5 separate regions of the Mus musculus genome follow, and regions 2, 3, 4 and 5 are each linked to region 1. The links are chromatin contacts, called in public promoter capture Hi-C maps. All regions are on one chromosome and are shown on one strand. The core of a region is the stretch at or near the end of the contact, and the rest is flanking DNA. Distances in the headings are between cores, read along the strand shown.

What was found. Promoter capture Hi-C pulls out the DNA fragments that hold promoters and counts their contacts.
Region 2: a promoter capture Hi-C map of the HPC-7 cell line shows a contact between it and region 1, with 2.9 times the contacts expected there. The contact joins the promoter of Nsun4 here to the promoter of Pdzk1ip1 in region 1. A contact is called at or near these places in 10 of 39 promoter capture datasets (the HPC-7 cell line, HPC-7-derived erythroid cells, cranial neural crest and 6 more) and 1 of 115 datasets of contacts at active chromatin or transcription factors (pancreatic cancer cells).
Region 3: a promoter capture Hi-C map of pre-B cells shows a contact between it and region 1, with 4 times the contacts expected there. The contact joins the enhancer-like site here to the promoter of Pdzk1ip1 in region 1. A contact is called at or near these places in 7 of 39 promoter capture datasets (the C10 cell line, cranial neural crest, embryonic stem cells and 3 more), 1 of 15 datasets of contacts at CTCF or cohesin (large pre-B cells), 1 of 484 Hi-C or Micro-C datasets (palatal mesenchyme), 2 of 115 datasets of contacts at active chromatin or transcription factors (both in embryonic stem cells) and 2 of 9 other capture datasets (adipose tissue and embryonic stem cells).
Region 4: a promoter capture Hi-C map of embryonic stem cells shows a contact between it and region 1, with 8 read pairs. The contact joins the promoter of Dmbx1 here to the promoter of Pdzk1ip1 in region 1. A contact is called at or near these places in 10 of 39 promoter capture datasets (3T3-L1-derived adipocytes, cranial neural crest, embryonic stem cells and 6 more), 1 of 15 datasets of contacts at CTCF or cohesin (stem cell-derived epiblast-like cells), 1 of 484 Hi-C or Micro-C datasets (embryonic stem cells), 8 of 115 datasets of contacts at active chromatin or transcription factors (T-cell acute lymphoblastic leukemia, craniofacial prominence, embryonic limb bud and 3 more) and 2 of 9 other capture datasets (embryonic stem cells and liver).
Region 5: a contact with region 1 is called in a promoter capture Hi-C map of embryonic stem cells. The contact joins the promoter of Tex38 here to the promoter of Pdzk1ip1 in region 1. A contact is called at or near these places in 11 of 39 promoter capture datasets (cranial neural crest, embryonic stem cells, epiblast stem cells and 2 more), 3 of 115 datasets of contacts at active chromatin or transcription factors (bone marrow-derived macrophages, embryonic stem cells and stem cell-derived neural progenitor cells) and 2 of 9 other capture datasets (embryonic stem cells and liver).

Annotation. Positions count from the first base shown.
Region 1 is chr4:115,086,212-115,090,457 of GRCm38.p6, reverse strand. Pdzk1ip1 (PDZK1 interacting protein 1) reads right to left here and starts at 1,750. Exons shown (of 4, transcript NM_001164557.1): 1 at 1,246-1,750. The coding sequence starts at 1,513.
Region 2 is chr4:116,051,693-116,055,938 of GRCm38.p6, reverse strand. Nsun4 (NOL1/NOP2/Sun domain family, member 4) reads left to right here and starts at 2,128. Exons shown (of 6, transcript NM_028142.5): 1 at 2,128-2,255. The coding sequence starts at 2,163.
Region 3 is chr4:115,985,222-115,989,467 of GRCm38.p6, reverse strand. No RefSeq gene overlaps it. Among named protein-coding and RNA genes, the nearest start is that of Gm38492, 16 kb to the right of the region's middle. Within about 2 kb of position 1,892, at least 5 of the 459 cell types and tissues checked have an H3K27ac peak or open chromatin away from gene starts, as enhancers often do.
Region 4 is chr4:115,937,695-115,941,940 of GRCm38.p6, reverse strand. It overlaps Dmbx1 (diencephalon/mesencephalon homeobox 1), which reads left to right and starts at 2,015. Exons shown (of 5, transcript NM_001025567.1): 1 at 2,015-2,056.
Region 5 is chr4:115,778,918-115,783,163 of GRCm38.p6, reverse strand. Tex38 (testis expressed 38) reads left to right here and starts at 2,130. Exons shown (of 2, transcript NM_029196.1): 1 at 2,130-2,177; 2 at 2,561-3,330. The coding sequence starts at 2,177. The coding sequence ends at 3,165.

The sequences.
Region 1 (4,246 bases), core at 501-3,000:
CCATTTTCCCCATTAGACTGAAGATCTCACACCCCAAAGGCAAGATACCCTGACGCTAAGAGTCTCAGGAGGAAAGAGAGGACAACAAGAGACTGGAAGGGGAGAATCCTGCCTTCAAACAAGACTGTATGACTAGAGCCATCCTATGTTATGAGAGGCTGGGCATGAAAAGACCTCAGCCTGAATCATTCCCACCCCAAAGTCCTTCTTGGAGTCCACCTAGATGCTCTTCTGCTGCAGTAATGGCTTGATTATCCTTAGTGATGTTTCCAAGGGTGACAGGTGTTGGTGAAAGAAAGGATCACGGAACTCTGGGCTGTAGCCATGGCAGCTCCAGGTTAGCAACCCCTAGTAGAAGATGCACATGATTGCTCTGCAAGGGCCCATGTTGTGGAGATATCCTTCCCACTCTGTCCAAGAAACCTGGGCTCAGGTCCATTACTTTTTCTGGTCTATGATGCTCAGGCATTGGGAACAACCCTGGGAGGTCCCCTCCCATTTTCCTTCTTCTGTGGCTCTTACAGCTAACTCCTCACAGACATCCTCCTCTTGTGGCTATGGGGAGAGCTTATAGAGCAAGGGATAGAGTCAAAAGCAGAAGAAAAATGGTCCTGGACCGGTTTCTTCGTGAATCTATATAAGTTACTCAATCTCTCTGGTACAAAACCCTTTCATACCTCCAACCTAACAGCAGCTCTGAGAGGTGGGCAGGGTAAGATTTACTGAGAATGAATTAAAAAAAAAAAAAAAACTAAGACTCAGAGTGGGACAGGAATTCCCTCATGGCCACACAGCAAGACAGAAAGAGCTTGGTGAAGAGTACCCCCACGGTGGGACGACTATGGAGAAAGTGACAAAGAGGACTTAGGTCATCCAGTCCAGGGGCTTATGCCTTTAATGTCACCACCCCCTAGCCCCCATCCAGAGCAAGCATTTGAAGGTGCACTGGGACTGGTCCCAGTCTCTGTTTCTAGCCCCAGGACTGAGTTGTCTCTGGGACAATTCCTGCTGTGAGGTTTGGATCTCAATTCCTGTTCCTCCCCTAAACCCCAGAGCCAACACATACATTCCCTGCTGTCCCACCTCTCCCCGAAGGAAAACAAATCGATTACAGAACCTAAGTCAGAGGACTGTGGCCCCGTGGTGTGTATTCACCCTCCAAAACACCACCCCATCCAACCTCAGTCACTGTTTTCCTGCCACCCCTCTCCTCCCTGAAGCCCAGGTACCCCTGTCCTGTGCTACCTTGTTGACAGCTGGCAGGTGCCACTTCCGCGAGCAGACCCAGCACGAGCAGACTGAAGGCCAACATGGCTGCAGGCAGCTGTAGGACCTCGGTCCACTGCTGGTGTTTTTGACTCCTGGAGCTGCTGGAGGTCTGGGGTGTTTGTATGAGATCAGCTGGAGAGCAGTCTGACTCTAAAGGAGAGGTTGGATTGGGTAAGGCAGAAGTGGAAAGAGGGCGGGGAGGAAGGACTGGCAGACTGGTGAAGAGAAACTGCCCTCCTCCCATGGAAATGAGCTGCCGGGCCTGGCTTATGCCCAGCCCGACGAACTGGCATTTAAGGTACCCCTTTAGAAACCAGTTCTGGGGGTGGGCCCAGGGAACTGGGGAAGTAAGGGGAAAGTCCCCGCCTTCTCCGACACTCACTCTGCCTCAGAAGTCTTCTTCTGAGCTCACCTTTCCTGGCAATGGGGCTAGGCTCCCAGGGAAAGGTGTGACATTTTCAGCCCTGCCTTGAATGAGCCCAGTGGGTGGGGCTTCTTGAAAGACTGACAGTTGGCTTGAGACAGGCTCTAGCTGGCTCAGGGAGCCAGAGGAAAACATCTGTGGACAAAAGACTCAGGGAAAGCTCAGCTGCCCGCTTTCCTTACATCAGCCCCTCCACTCACTTCTTGTTTCCGACCCACCAAGCCAGACCCTGGGACCCCACCTCACGTGAAACAGAGACTCACTTCACAGTCCCCAGCCCTGACCAGTCTGGTGATTCCCTATAGCCCAGTTCAACATTCCCTCTTGGTTCCCACAGTCCCTGATAACCTGGCAGGCCTTAGACAAGATTTGACTTGGTCAGAAGTCTCAACATCTGCCTTCAGATCCACCTCCCTTCATCACAGCAGACATCTCCCACCTTCAGTGACCTATTTATTTTATCAAATGGAGATCTGCACCCTGCTTAAAACTAACGAGGGAAGCATGGTGGATATTTGCTAGTTCTGCCTCATTCCTTTCATTCCAACCAGTGGTTCCCTGGAATGTCCAAAGCAGGTGGGAGCCCTGAGCCTGCTTCCCCTATGTGTGCATGCCTACTTCATGCACGTGTCTTAGCAATCTTCCTTTGTTCTGCTCATTCCCTGAGACTTCCAAATGCCCGGGTGCAGTCTACAGACAGGAATAGCCATGAGAAGTTCATCTGTCCCTCAGAAATCTACATCACAGGGCCAGGCATTGCAGAAGCACATCTCCCACCCAGCAGGACACACAGCATCTGCCAGACCTTCCAAACACTAGGGATGACCCAAGTACCTACTGAAGTCTGGGGTGTAAGTCCGTGGTGGACCTCCTTGTCCCAGCTACCCTAGAATATAGGAGTTGAGATGCAAGAGCAGGCTAGACCCCCTTCCTAAGGAAAGGAGGGGAGAGGATTTTTTGGCAGTCCCTGTTGCTTGCATGGTTTCCTAAAAGGACGTTATGCTCAGACCTTTCCAGTGCACACTCAGGTAGGAGATTTCATGCTGTCTTGGCTTCAGACAGGTACTCAGAAAGCCCCAGGGCACAGTCATCATGCCCATCTGTCCCCGACTACAAAACACAGAGCCTGTGATCTTGGTCCAACACGAGACTAAGTTTATGTTCTGAAGAAGCCAATATCAACCTGGCTTGACCAGATTTAGGAAATAAGGAAGCTAAGAATGGGTGGCTGCGACATTAAACACCAGCCAGGGCACTGTGGATGGGATGACACTTGTGAGGGTATCCACTGCATTGCTTGTCCCAAGGCACAGGTCTTACTTAGTTCCTGTCCAAAGGAAAAACAAAAAAACAGGACAGGTGAGAGCCTGTTTCCTCTGAGTGCATGTCTGCACAACTACTTTCATACATGTGCTGTGGGCCTGTGACCATTCCACAAGTGTCTGCAGGGAAACTCTTCATGTCTAACTCTACATGGCTAGTCTGTTCTTAACGTGGGCTGAGAATCGTCAGGAGCATGGAGGAGCTGCCTTGGTGGATGTTAATGAACAGCCAGGGAACCACTGGTTGGAATGAAAGGAATGGGGTGGAATTAGCAAATATCCAACATGCCTCCCTCATCTTAAGCAGGCTGCAGGAAACCAAGGTCAGACCACCATTTGAGAAAATGAAGAAAATCATCAGAGGTGAGAGGGAGACTTGGGAGACATGCAGCCACTGACTGGGCTGCATTAGAGAAGGCTTTGCTCAGTGCTTGGGAGGTAGGAAAGCCTGGGCGTGGTTTCTGGACAAGTGACTAACTGCTGCCCACTTGGAAACTGGAAACTCTCAGGTTAAGTTTCTGAGTTAGGCAATTGGGTGAGTGGCAATGTCTCAAAGTAAGACACATCACATGGCTCCCTCAGGATGCAGTGTGTGTGTGTGTGTGTGTGTGTGTGTGTGTGTGTGTGTGTGTGTGTTAAACAGAGGGATCAAATAAAGGCCTAACATACAGGTTTTAAAAGGGGGGCAGGAAAGTGAAACCCCAGAATATTGGGATACTTCAGCAGCCAAATGTGGAGTCTAAGAGGGGTGTAGAGAGAGGGTCCTCTGGTGGTACCCACACACTAGTTCATGCCCTAGGGAAATACCCCAGCCTCTGCCACCAGCTTGGGAGCCACAGTCCCCCCCCCGGCCCCCAGCATCCCCAATTTTCCTAAAATCCCAAAGGAAAGCAGAGACTCCCAGAACTATACTTTGAGCACATTAAGGGAGGAGCGTGAGTGGGATGGACACAAGGTGACCAAAGGGAGAAAACAGCTCCCGGGTCAAAGTCCCAGACTTTAAAGCAGAAACAAGTTGTTCCGGAAAGCAGGGAGGAGAAGGGATGGGTGAACACTTGGCTTTAAGACCAGACCCCTGATGCCTGGTAGTTTTCACACAGGGAAAGGCTTTTCTCCCTAGCCTTATAAACAAAGGGGTCCCCTGCTGTCTGGCTGAATCTCAAAGTTTGGATGGGTCTCACAAGAATATGAGAATTCTGCCAATTTCTGAGTATATCTATCCCAATTATAC
Region 2 (4,246 bases), core at 879-3,378, 970 kb before region 1:
ACATTAACAGCAAAAAACAAACAAACAAACAAACAAACAAAAACAACAAAAATTGAGACAGTTTTCACTATATATCCCTAGCTGACCTTCAACTCGCTGCAGAACAGGCTGGTCTCTAACTCAAAGAGATCCACCTGACTCAGACTCCAGGAGCTCACGGATTAAAGATATGAACCTTTGTCTGCAAAGGAAATAGGAACTCCACAGGAAGATCAACAGAGTCAACTAACCTGGACCCTTGGGACTTTCAGAGACTGAACCACCAACCAAAGAACATACACGAGCTGGACCTAGGCCTCCCCGCACATATGTAGAAGATGTGCAGCTCTGTCTTCATGTGGGTCCCAAATAACTGGAGCAGAGACTATCCCAAAAGCTATTGCCTGTCTGTGGGATATGTTCTTCCAGCTGGGCTGCCTTGTCTGGCCTCAATGGGAGAGGATACGTTTTGCCAAGCAGACCTGATGTGCCATGGTGGGGAGATAGCTGGGGGGGGACCTCCACCCTCTAGGAGGAGAAGAGGGAATGGGGGAGGCATTGTGGGAGGGGAGTTGGTAAAGGGGTAGTGATTGGGATGTAAAGTGAATAAATAAATCAAGAAACAAAACAAAAGGGGCTGGTGAGATGGCTGAGCGGTTAAGAGCACTGACTGCTCTTCCAAAGGTCCTGAGTTCAAATCCCAGCAACCACATGGTGGCTCACAACTATCTGTAATGAGATCTGACTCCCTCTTCTGGAGTGTCTGAAGACAGCTACAGTGTACTTACATATAATAATAAATAAATCTTAAAAAAAAAATTCTTAAAAAAAAAAAGAAACAAAAGGACATGTGCCATCGTGGCCTCATTTGGCTCACTAAAATTTTGAAACTCAAATTCTCACTTGTTTAAGTCTTATTTTACTTTTATTGTTTAAGATAATGACAGATAGCCAGTCGGTGGTGGCGCATGCCTTTAATCCCAGCGCTTGGGAGGCAGAGGCAGGCAGATTTCTGAGTTCGAGGCTAGCCTGGTCTATAAAGTGAGTTCCAGGACAGCCAAGGCTATACAGAGAAATCCTGTCTCGAAAAACCAAAAAAAAAAAAAAAAAAAAAAAAAAAAGATAATGACAGATACGTATGTGACTTGGATGATGAGTACAATTTTTGGCAGGTGCTCATTCTATATTTGTATGAGTTACAGTTTGGGCACACCCTTTTAATCCCAGCCCTTGGGAGACGGAAGCAAGCAGGTATAATTTCCAGGCTAGCCTGGTGTACATAGAGAGTTATAGGCCAGCCACGACTATGTAGTGAGATCTTGTCTCAAAAATCAAAAGGAAAAGAAAAGAGTGTGTTATATGTTTGTATATGTTCATGCATATGTGCATATGGTCTATGAATGGCAGCTGCAGGTCAACACCACACGTCTTCAGATGGTCTCATGGAATCTGGAGCTCACTAATTCAAAGACGTTGGCTGCCCCACAACTTCCAGAGATCAGTTTGACATACTTAACATTTTTAAAAAATTACGACTTAGCTGATTATACTATATGGTGGGTGGCAATACATTATAAGAATAAATGTAAGGTTACAGAAAAGCTGTCTGACCTGTAGCTATGAAAACCAAGCTTGGCCTGGAACTCACAGAGATCCGTCTGCTTCTGCCTTCCAAGTGCTGGAATAAAGACATATGCCACTCTGCTCAGCCAAACGATCATTTCTAAAAATAGTGATCACCCCCTTTCTTCTTGGATCCTAAGCGGCGTAGTCAATTTGATAGTCTCAGAAAGAACACAAAATTAGGTACCGAGTCTTGAAAAGAACCGTCTAAAAGGAAGATCTTGAAACTGGCTTCTATGGCTTCCTAGCAATTCCGCTTCTGTCTATAGTCTGCTCTAATTTCGTTCTACCTCGGCAGCTTTCTCCATGCAGGTTGAGCCCAGAAGGCCTTCCCTGCAACTTCCTAGGAGCTCCTTTAGATGCTCTAGCACAGCCACCGCTTCGTGTGCGCCCCGAGGATTCTGGTGGGTGGGGTGTGGAGGTAGGCGGAGCCCTGGGGGCGCCGCAAGCCTAGCCCCGCCCTGTCTGCCGCTGATATTCTAAGCAGCCCTCAATCCTTCCCGGAACCCGCGAGAGCGCAGCTGCAGTTTCAGTCGGAATTATTGGCGTTGTTAGTTGACATGGCTGCGCCCGTCTTAAGATGTGTTCGGAAGCTGCTGAAGCTCGTGGACTTCACGCCGGTCCCGCGGAGATATCGATATAAGAAGAAATGGGTAAGGTCTGACATTAGAGGGAGACTTATCCAGCCCTTGCGTTTCCCGTCACTCACAGTTGCATTCGGGACATGAACTCCAGGGACCGTAACCTTCTTGGAGCTCTTGTCTCACGCCTGCCTGTCCTTTTATTAACCACAAGCCTCTTCCTGTTGCGTAAGCAGCCCCCTGACTCCGCCCCTCTCTGTTAAGTCACGGCCTGAGCTTTCATTCGGTGACGTTACATCGCCTCATGTTACTTTTTCTTGCTTACTTTTATCTTGCCCTTCCCACCCTTCTTTTTCCTTTTCTTTCCTCCCTCTTACCCTTCCCCTCCAGTCCCATGAACTCTTCCCCTCCTTTCCTCCTTAAAATTTCAGCCCCTTCAACTTCACCTCAAGCAGACTGCCCTAACAACTACTCCTTCCCTCCTGAGTCTCCGTCGTCCTGCAGGAAAGGATTCACCCCTGTTCTCACTCTCGAGGTGCCTGTGGCGCCCGGGAAAGACTTCAACGACCACCTTTCCTGTAATGCTGGCCTTTCTCCAAATGCAGGCAACAGATTCACCAACCCCCCTTACTCTAGAGAACCTTTCTCTTGCCTCACCATTTCTTCTCCGTGCTTACCTCGACGGATCCCCACCCCGCCCCCTCCGCCCCCAGTCCTCTCCTCCCCACCCCCACCGGAGAGGTGCCCCTTTGAACCCTTTTCTCCACTCCTAGGAAGGCTGTACAGACAAGAGCCAGCTGGTTCATCCTCTCCTTGTTTTGACCGATTCAGCCTTCAGGGGTCACCCTCTCCTCATCAGCGGAACCTATGTTGCAACTATATTGATTCCCCAGAATCTCAGCGTTCATGCCCTCCAAGTCCGCGTCTTTGTTATGTGACTTCCCCACCTCTCATTCATCAGGCCCCTAGAGCCAGCCCAGTAACTTCCCCTGAACTTACTCATATAACCTTGGAGACAGGCCCGGTGATTTCGACTCCCCTTATGCCAGGGTCCCAGGGAAATTACTCCATCATTTCACCTCTTCTTACCCATCGGCCCCTGAGACCTGGCCTTGCAATTTCACCTCCCCTTGCTCACCGATCTGTGGAAACTAGACCTCTAACCCCTGCATCCATTTCTCACCGAGGGCCCCACTGTCCCTCTAGAAGAAGTTACAATGATCCTCCCCTTTCTTCAGCATCTTCCCCACCCTCTGGCAACCCTTACCACGACAACCCTATGCCTCCAAACTCTTGTGAACCTAAACCACAGCTTGATGTACCTCTTGGGAAAAATGGCTGTGGCCCTCCACTTTCTTCTCAGGCAGGCATGTCTGGCTCTCCCATCTCACCTCAAGAGGGCTGTATTCATTATTCCCATTTATGCCCAGATTCCCAGATATCTGCCCCTAGGAGTCCTTTCTGTGTTATCAACCTACCACCTGAGAGTGCTGGTTCTCCTAGCTCATCCCTGCCTCAGGCTCTCCAGAAGCCCTGTGTAGGGTCCTTTCTGTGGGAGCCTGGGGGGAACTCTTACCTCTTACTAACCCCAGGTACTATAATTTCTGGTCCTTCCTGCACCACAGGACCACCTCTTCCTCAGTGTCCTAATCCTTCCCCGTATTTCCCATCTCCCCTGAACAACCAGTGTGTAGCTCCACCTCAGTCACCCAGAGGTTATAATGAACCCCGCCCTCCTACCTCAGCTCCCCCTCAAATGAAGTCCCCCAAATCCCCTGAATCACGACGCAATCCCTACAAGTGTCGGTCCCTAGACAATACACCCCACCACACTCCTCCTAGCCATTCTAAATCCCATAAGACCAACACCTGTCCTCAGCCTCCCTCCCAGTCCTTTGGCCTCTTTAGTCCATGTATGGAGCCAGCCATCACAACTACTTCAAATTCCTGCCCAAAAGAACCTCCCCCAGAGACCGCTGTCCTCAAAACTGTTGCTCCTACTTCCTGTCCTCATAGCTCGCCTTGTAATCCTGCTTTGCCCAGTAGATATCCTAAGAGTAGTC
Region 3 (4,246 bases), core at 643-3,142, 900 kb before region 1:
TAGACAGTGTGTAACAGGGTCCAGCTCCCTTCGTGACAATCCCGAGAGAGCACAAAGCTGAAACCTAAATCGCAGTGGAGACCCCAGGGTGTTATAAACATCAAAAACATGGAGCACCGACCAAGGAAAGCTACAGTAATGAGTGGAGTCAACCCAAGAGAGAGGCCATGTGTGTTCTGTTGGAGCCCAGATGATGCCGTCATGAGTCCCAGATTCTGGACATAGAATGCAGGGTTTGGAGTGGGCTTGGTTGCATTTTGATCTTGTTTTGGTCTGGGCTTACTTTGCTATCTTCCTCCCTTTTGGAATGGGAATGTTTACTTAGTGCTGATAAATTATTTCTCCATTCATGAAATGAGTCAATTCAAGACAGATTAGAGCATGTGAATGCAGGTTTATTGGAAGCTTCTTTCAGGCAAGTTCACAGGCTCCAAGCACTGAGGTCAGGGAAGTTGGCCATGGGGAGGAAGAGAGGGGAAAGGGAAGAGGAGGAGGGATAGGGATAGGGATAGGGATGGGGATGGGGAGGGAGGGAGGAGGGGGAGGGGAGGGGAGGGGGAGAGGGAGAGGAGAAGGGATAGGGATAGGGAGAGGAGAAGGGAGAGGAGAGAGGGGAGAGGGGGAGAGAGGGAGAGAGGGGAGGGAGAGAGAGGAAGAGAGAGGGGAGAGACTGGGGGAAGAGAGGGGAGGGGGGAGGGAGGAGGGGGGAGGTGGAGAGAGGGGGAAGAGAGGGGGGAGAGAGGGGGGAAGAGAAGGGGGAGAGAGGGGGGAAGAGAGAGGAGAGGGGGGAGAGAAGGGAGAGGGGAGAGGGGAGGAGAGGGAGAGGGAGGAGAGGGATGTCTAGATTATATAAGGAAAGGCAGACCCGCCCCTGGGCTGGAAAGTTGGGAGGAAGGGTATGATAGGCAGGGACTGAGGGATGCTGGGAGAACCTGGAGGCCACGTCTGCTTTGGGATGTAAAATATACCTTGTCCTGGGTTTGAAACCCAACAAATGTCATTGTATACTTGAAGTATGTAGCTTGGTTTTCTATTTTGTGAGGCCTCACAATTAAGAGTTTGCCTTGAGTTTCAGAAGGGACTTTGGATTTTTTGAGCAATGTCATAATCATATAGCTGTATTGGGACTTTGGAAGCTAGATAACACATGGAATGGCCTGAGCCTATGGAGGTCATGTGAGGAATATTAGATTGCTTCTTCAGAGAGTTTGTTACATCAATGAGAAAAAAATATATAAGACAAGACTAAGATCCTTGGAACTGGGCTGCCCGTGATTTTGGATCTTCTGTTGTGTGTCTTTGGACCCACAGCTTTCTGGCCCAAGGGTCCTCTTCACTGCAAAACCAGAAAACAATGTTACATACCAGCAGGGCTACTGCAAGGAGCATTGTGAGCTATTATAGGTGAAATATTAGGGGCAAGGTCTAGCACATACGGGATGTTGTAATACATTTTACAATTATCTTACATGTGATTATCATTATGATGATGTTGTCAGAACTTGGATATGAAACAAGGGTCCAGAATGGTTCTAAGGCTGTCGCGTTGGTGACATGACATCAGTTGGAAGTTTGAAGAACAAGCTTATTAGAAATATAATACATCCTGGACCATCTTTGGGTAGGTGGGTGGGTGAGGAAGTCTAGAGTCAGAGGCCAGGGATAGAGGAACAGGTATGACCGCTTATGTTCCCTAGTAAGTGTGGGCTGGTGGAAGAGAGAGGGCCACACTCTGAGGAATGCTAACATTCCAAGAGACTGAGAAGGATCCACTAGACTCTAATGATTAGAGGAGCCTGGGAGCTTTCATGTTGCCTTGGAGACAGACTAAGTATGTCTTTGGTGTTGTGGACAAGCATAGGAACATGTACTAAGCATGCAGGCATAAGTACAGCTCTGTCCAATCATGGTGTGTGGTGTGTAGAGTGTTCAGCTAGCCTGAAACAGTAGGTCCTAGCTATCTGCTCACTCCACTCCAAATCTTCAGGACCTGCTCCAGGAAATGCTGGCCCAGAAGCTGATACTCTAGAGAGTTGAATCTAAAGTGCATCCTCTGTTGCTATTTAGAGGAGGTGAGTCAGGACCCTAGCCTAGGCAGGAAAGAGAAGCCCCTCTCCTCCAGGTCCACTGTCTGATGTACACATAGATTCTTGTTTTATGCCTGTAGCTGTCTTTGACAAATGGCTCATGGGCCAGGAATCTCCAATATCTTGCATATCCAATTGCAACTTAGCTTTCACCATTAGAGCTTCATGCAATGGCCTCTCAAGGTCTTTCTGCAGAGACTCTGTTCCCGCCACAGATTGTCCAGGTTACCAGCTGCTCTCTTAAATCATGATGCAAGACTCTAGGACTCCCTTAATGCTCATCCTTCATCCCTCTCAAATCAGAATTAAATTAGCAATATTGCCAAGTTCTGCTGCCAGCTCAGGATGGAGCCCCAACTCCTTGGACACAGCTACATCAGCTTCTGTGTCTTGACCCTGGGAGACACTGCCCTAGGCTGTTGCTCTTGAGGATCAAGGAACCTTAGTCACATTCTCAGTTCAGGCTTTCTCCTTTCACATTGGTCACTAGGATAGCTTTATCCAGTCATCTCCAGCACAGCCAGGGCCCTCTGGCTCTCCACCAGGCTGCTTCTAGGATGCAGAACACTGGATAGGCTTGCCCAGGCCTGGAGGTGGGGGAGAGAAAAGATTGGAGAGAAGGTGCTAGGCTGGGGTCCTTTGGAAGGAAGGCCATTTATAGCAGAGTTGGACTGCTGGGATCACAGTGTCCCCCTAAATTACCAGGAGAAGCCTGATAAAGCAGAGGTGGGGAGACTGAGCCTACCTGTAAAGAAGGCAGCAAATTTCCCTCCTTAGCAGAGAAGATGCAGGGCTCTCATAACTCCTTAGCTTGGTTTCTGTGGTGTGGTCAGGATTAGATGGCTGTAAGGAGCTGTGCTCCTGCACCCAGGTCCATCCCCATCTCCCTTCCCGGCCCCCATTACATGCTTTTGTTCCTGTTGAGAACTGCTGCTCAATCACACACTAAACAATGTAGTCTGGGCTAGCCTGGTACTTGACCAGCTCAGGCTAGTCTTAGATTCTCAGCAGTCATCCTGCCTCAGCCTCCTGGATGCTAAGGTCACAGGGGCACACCTGCTATTTGATCTTGTGCTAGCATTTGTTTTGGCTTGCAGTCTGAGAATTCAGTCGATCCTTGAGGCAGCTGGTCACACTGCCATCCACAGCCAGGACACAGAGACATGAGTGCTGTGGCTCTGCTCCGCTTCTCCATTTTATTCAGTCAAAGATCACACGGTTAGAGTTGGTATCTACTCAGGGAGGAGTTTAGACTTTGCAATTAGGTTGATTTCTTTTTAGTATGAGTCTCAAGCTGGCCTCAAAGTCCAGGGCTGAAGTGATGCTCTTACATCAGCCTCAGAAGTAGCTAGGACTAACGGTACACGCCACTGTGCCTAGCTTAAACTAGGTTTTGAGATCATGCCTGACGCCAGGGTTAAGGTTAGAGATTGACTGGTACTGAGGTGGCTTATAGCTGGGACTACAGAATACAATGGAGCTGGGTGTGAAGCTTGGGCTCGAAGCTGAGGTTAGGTTTTGGCTGAAGCGGAATTGTTTGAATTGGGATTGGAGTTCAGGGCAGAAGCAAAGAATTCTGAGTGCTGGGAGTGAGGTTGGAGTTGGGGTGGGGCTGCAGTCAGGTGAGAATCGAGGCTGGGGAGGGTCTGTGTTGGGCCTGGACTTGCCACTGACTTGGCTGGTTGTGGCATTAGTTTGTTAGGTGCTACTTGAATCGAGACACAAGTGTCTGAGCACTAACGAGATGTTTCTCAGGTAAAGGAAAGAAGCCTGTAGCTTGGGTAGGGTGGGGTGAGCCCTCGGTTCCTACAGCAGTCATTTCTAGCTTCCACTCACTTTAAGAGTGTTTTTTTTAAATGATAATTTAGAAATAATAAAGTTCACCATCTGAATATAACTTGATTAATTTTGACCGGATAGTTGTTTCCATAATAAACATATAAGATAAATCTTTAGAATTTATAGAATATATTAGTGGCTTTTCTTGCTGTGACAAAACACCTGGCCAAAGCAACTTCAGGAAAGAAGGGTTATCTTAGCTTACAGTTTTGAGGGTGTGCGTTCTATCATGGTGGGAAGGCGTGGCAGCAGGACAGAGGGACAGTCTAGTTGTGTTGATTAGCAACCCAGAAGCAGGAAGAACGGGAAAGGAGGCCCGG
Region 4 (4,246 bases), core at 766-3,265, 850 kb before region 1:
GGTCACTGAATAAAGACAGAAGACACTTGCCTCACTAGAACAAGGTTTCTCATTGGATGGGGGAGGGGAAGTACTATTTCTGGCCTAATCAAGTAGTATGCACTTGTGCCCAGAGTTGTGTGACAGAATAAGTATATATGTGTGTGCAAAGCTCTATGGTTTTCTTCAGGATGATCTATGTGCGTGTGTGTGTGTGTGTGTGTGTGTGTGTGTGTGTGTGTGTGTGAAGGGCAGGTGGGTGGAGGTACAGTGGCAATCTTGATTACCTAAGCCAAAGAGGCAGGCCTTCACTCCCCTCCCTCTCCTTCTCTCCTCTCCCCTTCTGCACTAGTCCGAGATCCCTGAAGAGAAATTAAAAGGTTATTTAAAGCCCCCGCCTCCGCTTTTTTTGTCCCTTTAAATCGAGCCTAAACGGTTTTGCTTTGGCAGAAGAAATCTTTTCTGGAGCATTGAGGTGGGGGGTGGGGGATCCTGGTGGGAGAGAAGGGTCTAAGCAGCCTAATCCTCTTATGCCCCCCCTCCCTTTCTTTGGAGCCTCCTCCCCCTCCCCTCAGGCGCCCTGCCTCTAACTCTGGGTTGAAGATCGGTCCAACCTCTAAATCTGCTGGTGGCTCCCTCTGTTCCACCAAGGCCAACATTTCTGGCCCTCTCAACTCAGCCTGGGATTTAAAAATCTACTGTTAAGTATGGCAACCTCCGCCATGCCTTAACCCCCAAGAAAATAAACAGCCCACTTCCTCAGAGCTAGGCCAGAGAGTTTGCTTGTAGACCTGAGCAATGTCAGAACTAGGATCCAGCTGCCTGTCTGTCCAGACACCTGGATTACACTTGACCCGAAAAAATCACACAAGGCTTCTTTACCAACACACAAAGAAAATCCCACAGTTACACATGGACTGTGGTTACATGAGCACCAGTAACAAAGACACAACACATTCTAGTCCCAGCCACTGAGGCCAAAGACACCTTGCACAGAGTACTGACCACACAAGCATAGAACACACACCCTTCTCTCCAGGTACCACTGTCGTATAGACACAGCCTTCCAGGCTTCCACAGAGTCATGGCCACAGTAGCCAATCTTGCACTACAAGGTTCCCACATTAACGGGGACACCTGACCCCTTGGCACACACCTCAGACACACAAGGCCTTCTCTGGTTCCACAGCCTCCTGCATAACGACCTCTTCCTATGAATCAGTTGCACCTGGAAGGAGAAGGAGGCTGACAAGAACCTCAAACCCTATCCAGGGATTTTTCCGCTTTGTGAATCATTGCTCTCTCTCTCTCTCTCTCTCTCTCTCTCTCTCTCTCTCTCTCTCTCTCTTTCTCTTTCTCTCTCCCTCTCCCGCGGAGACAGAGACAGGTGCATGTGTGTTGTATGTGCACGAAGAAGTGAGTTCGGCAGACTCAGCCTCCCAACTCTCTCCAAGAGCATCCTGCTGTCGGAAGTTCCACCCTGTATGGGTTGAGCTTGGGTGGTGAGTACTGAGTGCAGGTTGTGTTCGTGCGGGTGTTGTGGTACCAGAAGTGTTTGTGTGTGTGTGTGTGTGTGTGTGTGTGTGCGCGCGCGCTTGCGCTTGCGGTTGCTTAAGCATGCAGTTGCCCAGTTCAACCTTGTTGTGACAGCTGGGGAGGGAGACAAAGCCCTCCTTAAGCCATCGCAGAGCACCCCAAGGTCAAGGGAGACCAGGTAGACCTAGGTGAAGGTTTCTCAGTACTCCTCAACTCCGTAGGGATTGACCTGCGGCTTTACCGCCCAAGATCCAGAGCCAGCAATGACGGAACGATATTCTCGGGGAAATGATGGACGCTGCCGGGGTCCCTAGTTCCTCTAAAGGTTTGACCCGGGCTGCCTAGGCCTTGAGCTGCGTAGATGTTCCAGAGGGGCTGGGCGGGGCCGGGGCGAGAGTGGCGTGTGATTGGCAGCCACAGGGGCCAGTAGGGAGCGCGCGGCCCCGCGCCTTGCGCCCGGGAAACGCGGTTTAAAACTCCAGCTCCAGCCCGGACGCGCGTAGATGGCAGCGGCAGCGGCGGCGCGGGCCAAGGAGACCAGGTGCGAGCGGGCGGGGCTGGCGGGGTGCAGCCAGGAGCGGCCTGGGACCCGGCGGGACTGGGAGGGCTCGGGCGGTCAGCTCCGGGGACCTTCTCCTCGTTTGCGGTCCTGTAGTCTGGGAGTCGGTGGGCGGATCGGAAAGTTTGAAGAGGGTGAGAGACTTGGAAGGCGACAGACACTTAAGCCTTAGGGGAGACGAGATCCGAGGCAGGAGGAGGGAGCTCCATGGGGAGAAAGAGGGAGCGGAGCGATCCCCAGGGTCGGACACGAAGCCAGGGCGACAGAAGGAAAGAACTAGAAATTCCGAGGCAGAAAGGAGGGCAAGTCGTGGGTAGAAAAGCGCTGAGGCGGAGACGGAAGCCTCGGCCGGCGAGACGCAGGCACCCGCAGAGAACGCTTCGGATCCGTCACGGTTTTGCCTCATTTGGAAGATATTACTTCGCCCCTGAAAAAAAATAAATACAAAAAAGGTTTGGATATTAAGCGGAGACAAATCCTTTTTCAGTTTGGAAGGGGGCGGCGGGTGGGGGGTGGGTAGTCAGGGTAATGCAGAGCAGATGCGCCCCGAGGCGTCACGCAGCCCGCGGCCCAGGCTGGAGAGGGGGCGCGGTCCTCCGCCCAGGTTCCTTGCCCGGGATCCCGCAGGGCCACCTACACCTCCCAGCGTCCCTATTCCCGAGTACCCCGCAATACTGGGATTTAGCTCAGAATTCATCCTTTCTGGCTACCTAGGGCTCCTTGTCTCCTGGGATTGCGACTTTACACGAATTATTTGGCCGGGGTGGTTTGGCGCTTAGCCTGCCTCTGCCCTCGTAGACACGACCTCAGGTTAGGATCTTTCAGGTGGGTTTTTGGTCCGCAACGGCCTTAGTTCTCTGGAATTCGTTTGGCCTCCCACGGCCTGTTTTGGCGTGGAGCTGGCGTGGAGCGGGCGAACTCCAGCAGGGAATTCAGGCTGGGGCGGCGTTTGGGAGGCAGGGATCAAAAAATGAAGGGCTCTGCCAGGGTCTCTCCTCTCTGGGCCTCTCATTCCGGTGGCCATAACCCATCTTGGACGGCGACAAGCTAGGGCCTCTAATGGACCTTTCTGGATCTTGGCTGAAGTTTCTTAAGTTCCCAGACCCTGATCAGGGGCCTCCAAGGCCCGGGCGGTGCCTTTAGAGCACTTAGGGGGAAAACATCTTCTTCCTCAAATTCCTATCAATCTGGGGACCAAATCCTGGTAGGGGGCTGAGGGCTCTCGGTGGTGCAGTTGTGTAGTGACTTGTCGGAGAAACCAAGGCTAGGCTCTGGGAGAATTGTATCTAGAGGCCGGGCCTTTCGCCTTTCCCTTTTTGGGAACATTCCAAAGCTGGGAATCCGCGGGGCCTCTAGTGTAGCCTCAGCGAGGGTTCTGCCTGGGGCGGTAGAAGGACTTTTTCGTTTTAGAAAAAAGCGGACGGACGGGAGGCCAGGGGTCTTCTGGACTAGTACTGGTTTTCTGTAGGCAACTTGGGTTTGGGGACGTCGCAGAGAGCTGAGGGCTTTACTTACTGGATAGGCCTTGGGGCAAACAGGCTGTTTTCGCACCACTGAGGTTGCAGGCGTAGTTGTGGAAATTGTAGAATCTCCCGGTCTGTCCTCGCGAAGGTGGGAGTGGGAGACGTGTCATTTTCTTCTTTTGTGCCGTGCCAGGGATCCTGTGCGTCGCAGGCGGGTTGGCTCTCTCTATAGGGCGCTGGCCAAGGAAATTCTGTGGCCTATCCGTTTTAAGTGGGTTGCAGTGAGCTCTGTTTTCAGTTTTCTTTCCTTTTCTTTTTCTTTTTATTTATTTTTTGAATCCGCGCTTCATTTTCTTGCATATCTAGGTTTTAGAAGGGGGAAGGCACTCTCCCCTAAAGATAAGTTTCTATTACCCTTCTTCCCTAACCAGCTGTGCTTATGTATGTGGGTGGGTGGTCAGGGGGGAAAAAGTAAAATTTGCTGCCTAGTGAGAGCAAATTATCCAGATAATTTGCTCCAATTTCTCTCCTCTACGTTGGAGTCTTTGGATAAGAAGCAAAGCACCGCAACTCAGGACGGGATGGTCACCTTACCTCATCCCGTCAGGCCTCAGGGGCACAGACTCCTGCAAGGACGCAGGAACTTGGTTGCACAGTCGAAAGTGGAACTGAAGGGCAAAGGTTCGAAGAATTGGAAACCCGTCCCAGG
Region 5 (4,246 bases), core at 881-3,380, 690 kb before region 1:
ACAAGGCCTCCGTCTATAAATTGCTTCACAAAAAATTGCTATTTTTATCACAGCAACAGCAATGTTTACATAAACCCATAGAATTTATGTAAATACCTTGTTTACAGAAACCCATGGAATTTACATTTTAGTGGAACCAGATAAACACTCGTAAGTAGAAAAGCAAAGGAAGATATGAGAGACACAAATAGGGTATTGCCTGAGCAGATATTTGAATGTAATGAGGGAACGACTTGTATGATACTTGCAGGGACAGACTAGCTAAGGGGAACAGCAAATGTAAGACAGGATTATAGTGTTGAAAATAGCAAAAGCATATCCCCATGGTGGAGGGGACAGAGGTAGAGATGACACAGAGTTGAGTGGCTAAATTGCTCAGGGCTTTGAAGGTCATGGTTAAAAACTGGCTTTTGATCTGGGAAGTCTAAGCAGAGGAGTAACATGGCCTACTCTTCAAAGGATCGTTCTGACTGCGGAACTTGGAGTATGTGGAGCAAATGTGGAAACCTCCAAGGGTGAGTAATTTGTCCCACCTCAAAGCCCAAGGTCAAGTATAACTTGATAGATAGGCAAGGAAGGATGCCAGCCAAACTGTTGGGTATGTGAATCTGAAGTTCTGAGGTATGTTCCAGGCTGGAGGTTACAGTTGTGAGTCATCAGTGCATTTGTGTTCTTTAATGTTATAAATGTGGGTAAGTTCACTGAGAAGGAAACATAGATAGAATGCTAAAGACTGAGCCCTGGAGCATGCCAAGACTTAGAGACCAGGAGATGGTGGAAAACACCAGCTAAAGAAGAGGAAAAGCAGGGGCAAATAGGGTAGAGCGGAGGGAAAGGCATTCTGGGAAGAACTCTGTAAATAGTGCCTGCTCTGGTTTGAATCTGAAATGTTCTCAATAAGCTCATGTGTTGAACACTTGGTCCCCAGCCAGTGGCACTATTTTGGGAGGCTGTGGAAACTAAAGAGGTTGGGCAGAAGAAGGTCACATGGGGTAAGACTTTGAAGGCTATAGCCCAGACCTTGGTTCTGGTCCTGAGTTCTGCTTGCTGTTTTCTGTGATGTGAATGGCTGTCTTCTACCACGTGTTCTACCACAGCCATGATGGCACGCCCATTCACATGGGACTGAGCAACTATAGAACCCTCTGAAACAGGAGCTAAATCAAACCTTTCCTTTTAACATTGTTTCTGTCTGGTATATGGGTCACAGAGATACAAAAGTAACATAGAGTGTCAGGAGTCACAATAGGAGACTATAAAAAGGAGAAAAACTAAAGGGTAAGATTTCAAGTTATCACTGGTTGGTATGTCTCCCCTAGAGTTGACTGAGACATAACATGCAAGGGCTTTCTAACTGAGCTACCCATAAGTGGATCAAGTTGCCTTAAGTAATAAGCAAGATCCTGGCTCCAATAAATCCTGGGGGGATTGGTTGCTGGGGAGACCTGCCCCAATAGTGCTCTCTTCCCCCATCCCCCTGCCCACCTCCCCCCTGTGTGTGTGTGTGTGTGTAGGGGGTGTCTGATGGCCTGGTCAGAAGGGAATGAAGTATTGAGAATAAAGGAAAGAAAGTTAGCCCGGAAAGGGATGCAGGACCAGATGGAGGAGAGCTCCCACAGAGCCCAAGAACACTTGCCAGCACCTGCTAAAGGAAGGAAAGAAAGCAGAAATAAAAGAGATTGTAGGAGCCAAAGGAGGCACTGACCACTTGGTTCTCTTGAGCTGGTTTTCTTCTCATAGCTTGGTCAAGATTTGTTGAGGCCAGACATGCCCAATGCTCTGTGTGCTCTCCCCAGGAGGCACTGGGGGAGGTACCCAATGGTGTTTCCTTAATCACCAACCACATAGTTAGCCCCTTGAGAATGCCAAGGCCCTGTCCTGGGGCTGCTCTATGGGTTCACTGTAAGGAATTGGGCAGACAACTCTTCTGGTGCCTCGGTCTTTGGTAGAAGCAGTAGATGTTGTGTACTAGAGGTTACTGGATGGGCTCACAAACATTGTCCCTGGAATGCCAGTTGGACAGAACCTGATGACCTTTCCTTTAGAGAACAATGAGGCCCGGGCCTTCTGAGGACTCCTATTGGTGGAGTGGGGTGAATTTCCTCTCCCCAGAGTGATAGGCTGGAGGCCAAGACTGACCTTTACGGATTCCCAAAAGGACCCAAGCCTCTCTGGCAGTAAGTGTAGCACCTCTAGTCCTTGCCCCTCACATTGTACCCTTGGGCATGGGGTAAGTAAGGGGAAGTCTTTTGCATGGATGGAGGAGTGGTGGCTTCTTGAAGTGCTAAGGAATTAGATGGTTATCTTCTCTAGAAACTAAGTACTCCCAGAAGGCTGAGTCCCTACCCCCTTTAGACCTAGCGTTTCTCATCTGTAAATAGCTATAATGATCCCTTAAGGAACCTGGAAGTCTAGTGTTGAGCTGGAGAATGAGGAGGGAGGGGAGGAATGGAGAGAACAGGAAGAGTGACTAGTGAGGAGGTCAAGGAGGGGAGTGAAAAAAAAGCTGTGCATTAGGCACACCAGCCAGCCAGCCTTTCTCTCTCTCTCACTGCCTTAGTGTGGATCTCCTTGTGCATTGGATTCCTGGGGCTGTGTTCTGTGCTAATAGGAAGCTGCATACTCTTTCTGCACTGGAAGAAGAACTTGCAAAGAGAAGAACGTGCCCAGCAGTGGGTGGAAGTGATGAGAGCTGCCACATTCACCTACAGCCCACTGTTGTACTGGATAAACAAGCGGCGTTACCATGGCATGAATGTAGCCATTAACACAGGCCCTCCCCCTGCTGTCACCAAGACCGAGCCGGAAGATCAGAATTCAGATTCTTTGTGGGAGTTGGATCTCTCTGAAGGCAGGAACTTCGTTGTACAAGACAGCAGCCCCAGAGGTGAAGCCTCTGATCTCTTGCAACATGTTTTGGGGATTCCAAAGCAGCCCCAGTCTTCAAAAATGTCACAGCCTCGGACTGACTCCCCATTCCCACTTCCCATCTTTCAGGAGGTGCCCTTTGCCCTGTCCCTCTGCCACCTGCCTCCCATGTTGAACCACTCTGTCTCCTACCCTTTGGCCAACCGCCCTGAAAGGAATGTTCCTTTCTGTTCCCTCCCAACACTGGCCCACGGAACAAACTGCTTTAATGCCAAGCCTTTTGCTTTAGAGCTGTAGTTTCCTCTTAGTGAGGGTGGGAGCTGCAAGTACCAAAGGCTCCCTTTGGTAGAAAACAGAGATAACCACAAGGAGTTGGTACTGACAAGGAGACCACAGCCACCTGGTGAGAGGTTTAAAGCCACAGATTTAAAAAAATAATAATAAAGTCCAAGTTTTCCTGTCTCATTTGCTCCTAGAAGGGCAGTGCCTTTTGTCCCAGCCAATGTGACTGTGGTGCTTTGTAAACTGGTTATAAGTTTCACCACTGCATATGGGAATCTGAGATTACCATTTGGGAGATGCTGAACCAATACTTGTGGCTGGACTGACTCAACATCCCTCCATCCAGTGTTTAAGACTGAATGAGCGCCAGGCTCTGACCTAGGTCTTCAGGCACTGCTCTTCAGCAGGGGGGGAAGCACAGATGGCACAAGAGGACAGTAGTTGAGAGCTATGGTGGCCTACATTGGCTATGTCATAAACCTAACAAATGCCAGTATGGTTTAGCTGGACTGTTGTTTGCCATGTATTGCTTCTTGGCTGGCTGTCTTTGTCCTTTATTTCTAGTGGTCCCAAGAACAATGCCAAATGGCAGTTCTGACCCTCCTGTTCAGATGCAGACATGGGTTTCCAGGATGTATACCTTGGTGGTTCCACAGCTAGCTCTCTAGTTCACGTTTTCCTGGCATCTCATTTCTAGTATTTCTACCACACCCCACGGTGTCTTTTCTTAGCACTGTCTTGTTAGAACAGTTTGGCTAAAAGCATTAGGGTATGAGGGTTGTTGACTGGCAAATGGGTCAGAGCATCTTCTAGAATTACACCTATAGTTTGTATCTTATCCCCTTTCTCCTTTTCTCCCATCTTCTCTTTTGAGATGAGGGCTATTTTAGTCCAGGCTGGCTTGGAACTTATGCCAGGTTGCCGTTAAACTCTTGATCCTCCTGCCTCAGTCTTCTGAGTGCTGGTATTACAGGTTTGTGTCCCTATACTTGGCTTTATTGCTTATATCTTTAGATTTTCTTTAATTTTGTGTGTATGGATGTTTTACTTTCATGTATGTCTGTGCTTGTGGACGTCAGAAGAGGGTATCAGATCC